Regions from separate parts of the Sus scrofa genome. Here region 1 is linked to region 2. The links are chromatin contacts, called in public promoter capture Hi-C maps. All regions are on one chromosome and are shown on one strand. Each heading gives the region's core, a stretch centred on a gene start, on an enhancer-like site or on the middle of the called end of the contact. The rest is flanking DNA. Distances are from core to core; before and after follow the strand shown.

Region 1 (5,625 bases), core at 659-3,158, 260 kb before region 2:
TTGTCTGTCCCTCTCTTCAACATAACAATAATACTGATTTAAGGCCAAAATAATGATGTGGCTGAGGAAATACCAGTGCTGTCATCACAGAAAAGAGGTGAGAAACAGTGCCTGAAAAATACTGATTTCTCAAATTGCTTCTCTAGTTTGATCATCTGTAAACTTGATCTCTCAAATTCTTCTCCTTGGAAGAATGAAGATAGTTTTATGAGGGAGGGAGAAGAGACCCTATTTTAAGGAACGAGAATTCAGAGAATTAAGTGTAAAGCACCATACTGGAGTTCCCATCATGGCTCAGCAATAACAAACCCAACTAGTATCCTTGAGGATGAGGGTTTGATCCCTGGCCTCACTCAGTGGGTTAAGGATCCGTTGCTGAGAGCTTCAATGTAGGTTGAAGAGGCAGCTCGGATCTGGTGATGTGCTGTGGCTGTGGCTGTGGCCAGCAGCTGCAGCTCTGATTCCACCCCTAGCTTGGGAGCTTCCATATGCTGTGAGTACAGCCCTAAAAAGACAAAGACAAAACAAAACAAAACACACCATACTAAGTATTCTCATTGGAAGGCAGCTTTGTAGAGGTGGAGAACCCTGGACTTCACAGCAGGACCCACCTGGATTCATATGCTGCCTGTGCCCCTACTAGCTGTTTACTTGTGTTACAAGCATCGTCTTGAACCTCAGCTTCATCCTCTGCCAGTAAGGACAATATTATTTCATAGGGTTGTGAGGATTAACTAACGCCATGAAAAGCACCTGGTACCTTATGGCAGGCAGTGAATGTTAGTGCCTTATTATAAACAAGGCTATTTTTTTCTGCAAAAATATCACTGCCCTTTTCAGATCTGGCCTTAAGTCCTAGGCAAAAATTCTAAGATTCAGTTTGCAGAAGAGCTTTTCAACGATAAGCATTCAGAAACACAATCACATTATTCAGAAAATATGATATTTCAGAATGACAACTAGCCTCAAGCTCAAAACAAAACCAAGAATGTGCCTAACCTCCTGGAAAAGCACATGATTATCAGCTTGGTACAATTAGCGCTTTTTACAGTTTATATTAACAAACTACCAACTATTGCTAAAGCCCATTCACCAAGCACATGACCTACTATCTCAAGTCTCATTCTGGGTTCACTTTTCCTCTGAAACTCCGTAGAGCATAACAATTTGAAAAGCATCTAGATTTTTGGAGTACAAAAACCAGCTGCGTCTTAGCAAGCCATCAACCACAAAGCTGCTTAGTTCTGCACCAAACCTTGCTGTCCAGAGGATCAGATCAGCCACTCGGGAGTAAAGAGGTGTTTTAGTGTGTTAAACTAAACCTACAAACATGGCTGCGCCCTAAAGGAGAGATTAATGTGTCTGAACAAGAGACTTACCCATCTCGTCCCATTTCCCCAACCTAAGAAAGGAGGTTGAAGGTAAGGCCTCCTTAGCAATGGGACTTGCCTTCTGCAGGAAAGGATTCTGATCCATTCTTGTCACTTCTGAACTCACCACCTCTCCTGCTAAGCGGACAGACTGCGGAGCGGACACTGACCTTGCAAGAAATGCAAAACCAACTTTGGGTCGCAAAAGTGACGCGCCCCCGACCTTACCCTCGCTGGAGTTCCCGACGGTCTCGGCTCCACTGGCAGCCCCGGGTTCCAACGCCAGCACCGCTAGGACCAGCAGCGGAAGGAGCCCCATAGCTGCCAGAGCCGGGCCCCACAGCCTTGCCGGCGCTACCCAGGGGCGCCCGCGCCCGGCGCCATCACTCGCCAGGTGCAAACGCCACACACCTGCCAGTCCCACCGACCCGGAGCGCACCCCTGCCGCGAGAGGGTTCCTGTTCCGGCAATCAGCCCCGCAGCGCAGTCCCGCACCCCCTCCCGCCACTCACGTCACCCAAGCCCGGTCTGGGGGGCGGGGCCCCGGGCGGGGGCGGAGCGGGGGGCGTGTCCTGGAGGCCCGCATCTCTTTCCAGCCAGCCCAGCTCTTGAGGCTCCCGCGCCGGCACTGGCGATCCCTGAAAGTTCTGCGATGTAACCTGTACTTCTCACTTTTGTATCCCTCGCACTTACGCAAACCAATGTTGGAGTAAAAACTAACCCTTTCGGTTGCGGCCTAACGTCTCCAGGCTCTCGTTCCGTGTTTAACCGTCCTTTGTAAAAAGGAAAAAAAAAAAAAAAAAAGAGGAATCTGGTGTTCAATACGTTAGAATTGATCGTTTCTCCCTGTCGCAATTATCTTTGCTGCTCGGGGCGATGCTGGTATGGAAATGTGGAGGCAATGCCATTTCGGTAGTGGTTACTGAGGTAGTGAAGAGCGCCACATTTAAAAAATAAAGTTTCATTTTCTCTAAGCGGAATATCTTCGAAGGCTCAAGACCTTCATGTGAACTTCCTCTCTGAAATTTTATACCTTAGGTCTGTTTAAAGGGCAGTAGTCCACGTGACAGCTGGCTTCCTGAGAAGATTGTGGAATTAGATCTAGAAACTCAAAGATCTTTGGGGAAAATTGCCCTTTCTTTTTTCTGCTCTTTAACTTTTTCATTTATACGAACGGGATAACTATGTTGAAAATTACATATTCGGTTAGTCCACTACTAAACTAAAAATCTATAGCAATCACCATGACATTAACAGGCACAACTCTTTACTGTCCTTCCTCTGCCTGTTCACACATGCTGGTAGCACTATTTATTCCTATGGCATTTATTCACTGTCCCACGTGTCCTCTTTTCTTTATCCTTCAGTACATGAAATCCCAGGACGATGACAGCAGCGATTATAAGGGTAGCGTTTGGATCAGTGAATGGAATATTCAATAAATTGTGTCTGATAATTGATTAACTGTACTTGCATGGGTAAGGAAGATTAGATTCTGTCTCATGCTGTCAGAACAAAATTCCAAAGTAATAAATAAAACTCTAAGAGAGGAGAAATACTCATTGTTTTATTTTTATATTATTTATTTTTGTCTTTTTGCCATTTCTTGGGCCGCTCCCGAGGCACATGGAGGTTCCCAGGCTAGGGGTTGAATCAGAGCCACAGCCGCTGGCCTATGCCACAGCCACAGCCACACCAGATCCTTAATCCACTGAGCAAGGCCAGGGATTGAACCCATGTCCTCATGGATCCTAGTGGGTTTTTTAACCACTGACCCACGACAGGAACTCCAAGAATCATATTTTAGAAGGCAACTTATTTATCAGGAAGTGTTTATGAAAAGGCAAATTTAAAAGCAATAAATATATATATAGTGTAAGCTTTGTTTTCTTTTTAATATGCAGTCATGTTTATATGCATGGGAAGTTTGAAAGAACATTATCAAAATCTTTAAAATAGTTTATTTCCAGGTGATTGAATTAAGAGTGATTTTCTTTACACATCTCTGCAGTTTACAAATATTCTACATTGTGTATGCCTTTTGAATAAAAAAATTAAAGTTTAAAAACACTACATGTCATTCTAAGGCTTTTCTTATAAAAGCATTCAGGATAACAGTCCATCTTCCCGGGTATGACATATGCTTATCATGATGTAGCACCTGTCCAGCTCTCCAGATTCTTGCTGCAACTTAACTCACCTCCTCTATGCTGGCTGAGTCAATTTCATGTCCCTGAACTAACCCCATTCTCTTTCCTCCACACTTTTGCATTGCAGTGCCCTGTGCCTGCAGAGGACAGTTGATGACGGAAGTGTCGATAATCAGAACAGGGCCTCATTTGCCTCTAAAACACTGTGACAGCCTTGGGAAGCATATTGGCTGGGGTTCCTTGATCATGTCAAATTTCCACAAGCAACCTTGTGAAGCAAATGGGCTCAGCAGTTTTGTAGATGAGTGTTTATCCCTATGAATTGATAGGAAACACAAAAACTGACAAGATTCACAAATCTGAGATGTAGATAGCGAGAGCCTTAAGGTCTGCTTAAAATTTAGAAAAGGAAGGTAGGCAAGCAGCCTATCCTAGATTTTTGACAAAACCCAAGACACCTTGGATGGAGGTGGGAATAGGGCTCCAGGGGAAAGACAGGAAAGGTCCTCTGTGAAGTCTGGTCATTTGTCACATCTCATTCTAACCTCACCCTTGCTCTGTATTTTTTAACACTTTTGTTCTTCCTGTGGGTTACATTCTTTGGACCTTATTTATTTTTGTCTTTTTAGGGCCACACCCACAGCATATGGAGGTTCCCAGGCTAGGAGGCGAATTGGAGCTATAGCCACTGGCTTACACCACAGCCACAGCAGTAGCAGATCTGAGCCAAGTCTGCAACCTACACCATAGCTCAGGACAACTCTTTAACCCACTGAGTGAGGCCAGGGATTGAACCTGCCTCCTCATGGATACTAGTCAGATGCATTTCTGCTGAGCCATGGCAGGAACTCTCTGGGACTGTGTTTATTAAATTAAATTCAATAAATATTTATTTAGTTGCTTATAAGGAAATCATTATGCTAGGAAATTAATTCATTTAGTCCATAAATATGTACTCAGTGGCTTCTATGTGTCAGGCTGAATCCTAGATGCTAAGCAGTGGAACTATGGAAACAATTGAAATGTTTCCTGCCCACAAGCAGTTTGTGGTGGTGAGTGAATTTGAGCCATGTATGGATAACGAAGCCTCAATATGCTTAGTGCAATAACAGAAGTACAAGGAATAACTGTGGTAAAGATTGGGAGCAATTAATTTTAGGGTTTCAGGAAAGGTTTTATTAAAAAAAATTTTTTTAATGAGTTTTGAAAGCTGAGTGGATGATCAACAAGGAAACAGAACCAGTATAGGGATGGAAGTGTGGGCTTTTCATACAAGAAAGAGAGATTTATCATGTTTTATATGGTGTGCATAGCAGTGTGAAACAGAACACCTGTAGGGGATTGCAAGAAATCTAATGTAACAAATGCTTATTTATAGAATTTCAGCCTAATGCCTGGAACGTTTAGATGTTTAATACATTGTGACTGAATAGGTAGTAAAGGTAGTTAAGGGTCTAGAATGTCAAATTAAAGAACTGTTAAGGATTTTTTTTTCCGGAAAAAATAATCACTACAGGTTTTAAAAATCAAAGTACCACAAGATTGGCTATGCGTTGATAATTGAAGCTGGGAGATGGGTGCATGAGTGTTCACAATAGTACTCTCTACTTTTGGACATGTCTGAAACTTTTAATAATATAGTTTAAAAGAACATACTTACCAAAAGTGGGTGTTTAAAAGATGAGATTCATAATACTGGGTCCTGTTCTTAAAACCACATGCTCCAGTTGGGGATTCAAGAAAAGCACATGAGGAGTTCCCGTCGTGGCCCAGTGGTTAACGAATCCGACTAGGAACCATGAGGTTGCGGGTTCGATCCCTGCCACTTGCTCAGTGGGTTAACGATCCGGCGTTGCCATGAATTGTGGTGTAGGTTGCAGACGCGGCTCGGATCCCGCGTTGCTGTGGCTGTGGTGTAGGCCGGTGGCTACAGCTCCGATTGGACCCCTAGCCTGGGAACCCCCATATGCCGCAGGAGCGGCCCAAGAAATGGCAAAAAGACAAAACAAACAAACAAAAAAAAAAGAAAAGCCCATGAAAAGGCATATGTGAAAGTGTCGAAATCATAAAAGGAGAGAGGAGTAATCCATGTGGACTCTAGTAAT
Region 2 (5,334 bases), core at 2,778-5,277:
TTTCTGAGGTGGGTCAGAACTTCTGCACAGTCTCAATCCAACTTGGAGAACTACTGAGCTAAAGGAAAATGGACACTTGTTGGTCTTTTCTAAAATGAAATAACATCTGCCTCATTGAAGGTTGTGAGAACATCTCTATAAAGTAATGGGTGCCCAGTGGGTGACGTACTGCAGTCAGAATTTAGAGCACTGCCTGGCACAGTGGAGATGCTCTGCACACATTTGTGAATAGACGTATGAAATAACCATTTCGTGGGTGATCCTACATTTCCTCTAAGGCCAATCTCCAAATGTTTTCACTTTTAATAATAACATAAATCAACTCCGAGTGCATTGAAAAGGAATGCAGCTTTTGTGAACGTTGTTATTTTCCGGGGAAATAAAGTAAGAGGGTTTGCCTTACACAATGAAACTTCCTAAATAATCTTTTAAAAGATCTTTCTCAAATGTCTACTCCCTGGGGTACCTGCCACCACCTCTTTTCCTCTCTTTTATAGTATACCATCCTGCAATTAACTTTTCTGTTCCTCCACTGCATAAGCCAAGCTCCAGCAGATCTTTCCTGTTCCAGAAACCCACTAGAGGCTCATCTATCCCTCTAAAAACATTTGCCCCCGTGTATCTCCAAATTGCACTCCCACTCATCAACTTGCTCAGCAAATCCAAGAATCTTCCCCAGCATTCACCCTTCAGAGAATGTTGAGTGGGGGGTGGGAGTAATGGGGAAGGAAGTATACTTTTCAATATTAGTAATTTAATTATTTTCCTCGGTCGCTTAGCTCATTAATGGGTAGCTGCTATTTTTTTTAATGCATCACTGGAAATGGTATCTTCAATTTAACACTCTGAAGCAGGTGGATTTTTGTGGTCCTGGACCAATTGAAATATCTAAGCAACCTTAAAAGAACCCCCAAACTTAACTACATTGTTCTTGTTTTTCTTTTTTCTTTCTTCTTTGCCATTTCTTGGGCCGCTACCTCGGCATATGGAGGTTCTAGGGGTCTAATCAAAGCTCTTGCTGCCGGCCTACATCAGAGCCACAGCAACTTGGGATCCAAGCCGCATCTTCGACCTACACCACAGCTCACAGCAACGCTGGATCCTTAACCCACTGAGCAAGGTCAGGGATCGAACCCGAAACCTCATGGTTCCTAGTTGGATTCATTAACCACTGAGCCACGACGGGAACTCCTTGTTTTCCTTTCTGTTTAGGGCCACACCTGCGGCATATCAAAGTTCCCAGGCTAGGGGTTGAATTGGAGCTGCAGCTGCAGCCTATCTACCCCACAGCCACAGCCATTCAGGATCCAAGCTGATTCTGTGACCCATGTGCAGCTTGTGACAATGCTGGATCCTTAACTCACTGAGAGAGGCCAGGGATTGAACCTGAATCCTCATGGATACAAGTCGAGTTCTTAACCCACTGAGCCACAGTGGGGACTCCTAAGTTATATTGTTACGATCCCAGCAGGAGGCTAAGAATAGGGATTTACAGTGTGAGAGGCAGGTGGTTCCTGATGCCAGTCTGTTCCTGCCTGAGAATTTAACAGTGAAGCAAATTACTGAACAAACTAAGACCCCACCCCACCCCCACCCCCACCCCAGGATTAGTGATGATTCCTGAAGAGCAAAGCTGTTCCTGAGCTTTTGGAAAGGAAACTGCATTGACCAGAAAGAACTATACCATGCACTCCGCAAGTTACGTTCCAAGTCACTTTGCTAACATTTTACCCAAGGAGAAACTATGAGAAGACCTCTGGTTGGAAATGAGAGATTACTTTCCTATTCACTTGTCAAGATACTGTGTGACTCTATCTCTGCCTTGTTCAATGAGGTATAATATAACTACCATTTAAAAAAAAAAAAAAGCATGTCTTAGAAAGTAAAGTTCCAGAGCATAAAGAAAAAAGTACAAAGTAGATTTTAAACCTGAACAACTGGGGGAACACACAGTAAACTATGAGAATGATTTGCCCCAAGAAATCCATGGGTCTCCTCCCCTTGTGCATTAGACTTCCTGCTATTATATTTAGGTTCTGCATTCCTTTCTCTGGCTTTCAGGCTTTTGGTGGAAGTGAATCATCATTTCTAAGAAATGAGGACTGCAGTGATTCACCCGAAAGCTTATAATACCACGTATCAATTCCTAAGAAGGCGACCTGACATTTACCATCCGGCTTTTATCATCTGAGTGATCCTGGCCAAAACACTCATCCCTGAACTTTTGTTTGCCTACAGAGAAGACAAGGATTATATGTGTTTAACAACCTCACAAAGGCTGCTGTGAGGCTCACCTGAGATGATAAAGGAGGGAAATGCTTTGTAAGCAGGACAGTGTCTACATAGTCTTCAGGATACATTTCAACCAGCAATTCCACTCTGTCTTTAAGGTGGCATTTAACACACATCCAGGTCTAAGAGTATCCCCCCGCCTCCATTTTGGTAAACCTCAAAACAGATTTTAAGACTATCTGCCAGGCTCTCTGGAATTTTTCTTTTCTAGATGCCCACATAAGTTGGTGTTGGTGGATATCGGGCTGCGTTCCAAGAGGATGGTGTGTGTGTGTGTGTGTGTGTGTGTGTTTTACTTTGTTTTTATTATGGCCGCATCCCTGCAGATGGAAGTTCCTGGACCAGGGATTGAATGCTAGCCACACAGCTGAGACCTACCCTACAGCTGGGTCAGGTCAGCGCCGGATCCTTTAACCCACTGCTCTGGCCAGCAGCAAACCTAGCAGCTGCAGTGGGGTTCTTAACCCATTGCCCCACAGTGGGAACCCCTCAAGATTGGTTTTGAGGCCCGTCGTGGCCCAGCGGAAAGAATCCGACTAGGAACCATGAGGTTGCAGGTTCCATCCCTGGCCTCGCTCATTGGGTTAAGGATCCGCGTTGCCTTGAGCTGTGGTGTAGGTTGCAGACGCGGCTCGGATCCCACGTTACTGTGGCTCTGGCATAGGCCAGCGGCTACAGCTCTGATTAGACCCCTAGCCTGGGAACTTCTATATGCCGCGGGCGCGGCCCTCAAAAAGACAAAAAAAAAAAAAAAAAAAAAAAGACAAAAGGATGGTTTTGATTAGTGATTTGTCTCTTTGTGTGTGTTACTGAGGGCAGCATCTCCCTCCACCTCCAGCAGGATCAAGTCCCAGTTCCCAATTAAGACTGTTCCCCCCACACCCACCCCGCCCCCGCCACACACACCGCAGAGCCCTGCGGGTGCCCTGCTCCGGTCCTGGCTACTTCCATCCGAAGCATCCAACGTCCCCGCCCAGGTTCGGCCCTAAGTAGCCCTGAGGACACAACAAGCAACTAGTTACGAAGCTGTAATGAAGAGTACTGGTAGGAAAATTAATAGTTTTAGGCTGGTTGATGCAAAGCTTTGGTGCTTTCTCTGCTGTTCCTTTCCTCCACTACTTCTACTAGAAAACCGTAGCCAAGGAAGCCTTGGGACCCGAGGGACGGGAGTGATCTTGCTTTCGGATTTACCCTACCATTGCAGGATCCCAAACGGCTTCCTCGGTGACCCCTCTGTCATCGTACCCTCATCTCTGCAGCTAAGCCCTTCCTTGATAGAAAAGAGAAAGGATCAGAGACGTCCTGCTTCCAGCTCTCGCTGCCGTCCTCCTCCCCCGCTCTGTAACTCCCACCTTGCAATGATCTCCATCCATTCTTTACCTTTTCCCCCCAAGTGAAACAATTCCAACCCCTGGAACAGGCAGCTAACGAATCTTAAAGTGGTTGGGAAAACCTGTTTTAAGTAGCCGGATTCCCAGAAAGGGTCAAGGTGCTACGTTGTCAGCCTCTCGGCACTTGGCCTCTAGCCGCAGGGGTCGGCGGGGCGGGGCCGCCGTGGCTCCGCCCCACGCGCGGTCCCTCTCTCTGGCCCCAGGCCCCGCGGCGCCTAGATCCCCGCGCTGGCGAGTTTTGGCTGCACTGCCTGCAGAGCCCGCTGGCCGCGCGCCCTGGGGTTGCAGTGGCGGCCGCCGCGGCACTAGACAGATCCCCGCGGGTGCCCGCGCTCCCGCCCCGGAGCCGCCGCCTGGGCCCGCGCAGGGCGGGTCCGGGGCTCTCCATGCTGCCGGCCCCAGGGCTGCGGAGCCGGCCGGGTGGCTACAGCGATGGCGGCGGAAAAGGAGGCGGCGGCGGCGGCGAGAGGTGAGGCTGTGGCAGGCGACTCCAGGTGTGGGAGCTGGGCCCGTCGTGCTTGGGGCGCTCGGGCTGGGCTGAGGGGCGGGAGGCGGGCCAGGAGACGCCGGGTGGGCGCAATTTGCTGGGGGCTCTCCTCGCACTTGGCATCACCTCGGATGGACTCTGGAGCCCAGGCCGTTCGTTGCGGCACAGGTGAGGCGCGGCGCCCCGCGAGTCCTTCCCTGGAGTCGGAGGTGGGGAGTGACGCCCGCGATCGCTGCCGGCTTTCGGGCTGCACGCAGCCCAATTTTTTTGGCCCCGGGCTGGGCGCTTTGGTGAAAGTGAGCTGGCGAGAGACCATCCACCTTGTGATGGCGAGCAGCCTACCCTCGCCGACCACTGGGCGCCCACTTAGACGTCTGCAGGGACTGCTGCACAGACTTCTTGGATTTCATTTTCCTCTTGTATAACCCAGTTGTCATCAGCCATTGAACGAGATCGGGCTCTGCGAGCCCATCCCCTCTGAACTGCAAAGACTCACTTCTGTTCCCTTCTTCGGAAACTGACCCGATGCCGTCTGACCCGCAGGCGAGGCCCGCTTTTCTCAATCTGCAAAGTCATATTTTGCCACACTACAGCCCTCTGTTAGCGACAGGCGGCTCTTGTGCCCTTTCAACTTTAGGAACGCCACTAGTGGAATTTGTTTTGTTTTATATGGGGGGGGGGCTAGTTTTTGTGATTTGAGCTGGAAGCATTGCTCTCTTTTCCTCTCGTATTCCCTGGCGACATTCTGTGGTTTCTTCCATGGGACTACTCATAATTATGCGCTTATCATAAAATATTTGTTCCTTAAGACAAATGGGAGGCCAGAAAAAAAAAAAAAACATGGAAAAATTAAAGGAAGACTGCAGAGAGAAGTTCGGAGAAGTATTTTACTACTCCACTTTCCTTTTGGAATGAGTTTAGGTTCTTCTCTGAAATACAGCAATAAGAGGAGATGCTTTTGAAAATCTAATACAGTTTGGGGATTTGGATCATGGGGAGAGTTCTAAAATTCTATCATTTGAATATTTGAAGCCTTTCTGCATGATATAAAGATGTGAGTAAGCACTGGTTTTAAAAGAGAAGGCAGTACGCATCGTGTTAGGCTGAGACATCCTTTCATTTCTGGCTGTGACTGAACTCTGCCTTTTACTAGGTCACTAGGGT

The links. Promoter capture Hi-C pulls out the DNA fragments that hold promoters and counts their contacts.
Region 1: a promoter capture Hi-C map of fetal skeletal muscle shows a contact between it and region 2, with 4 times the contacts expected there. The contact joins the promoter of TM7SF3 here to the promoter of ARNTL2 in region 2. A contact is called at or near these places in 1 of 5 promoter capture datasets (fetal skeletal muscle), 1 of 47 Hi-C or Micro-C datasets (embryonic fibroblasts) and 1 of 2 datasets of contacts at active chromatin or transcription factors (alveolar macrophages).

Annotation. Positions count from the first base shown.
Region 1 is chr5:46,737,219-46,742,843 of Sscrofa11.1, reverse strand. It overlaps TM7SF3 (transmembrane 7 superfamily member 3), which reads right to left and starts at 1,908. Exons shown (of 12, transcript XM_001925025.7): 1 at 1,599-1,908. The coding sequence starts at 1,689.
Region 2 is chr5:46,481,062-46,486,395 of Sscrofa11.1, reverse strand. It overlaps ARNTL2 (aryl hydrocarbon receptor nuclear translocator-like protein 2), which reads left to right and starts at 4,027. Exons shown (of 15, transcript XM_021092153.1): 1 at 4,027-4,152. The coding sequence starts at 4,116.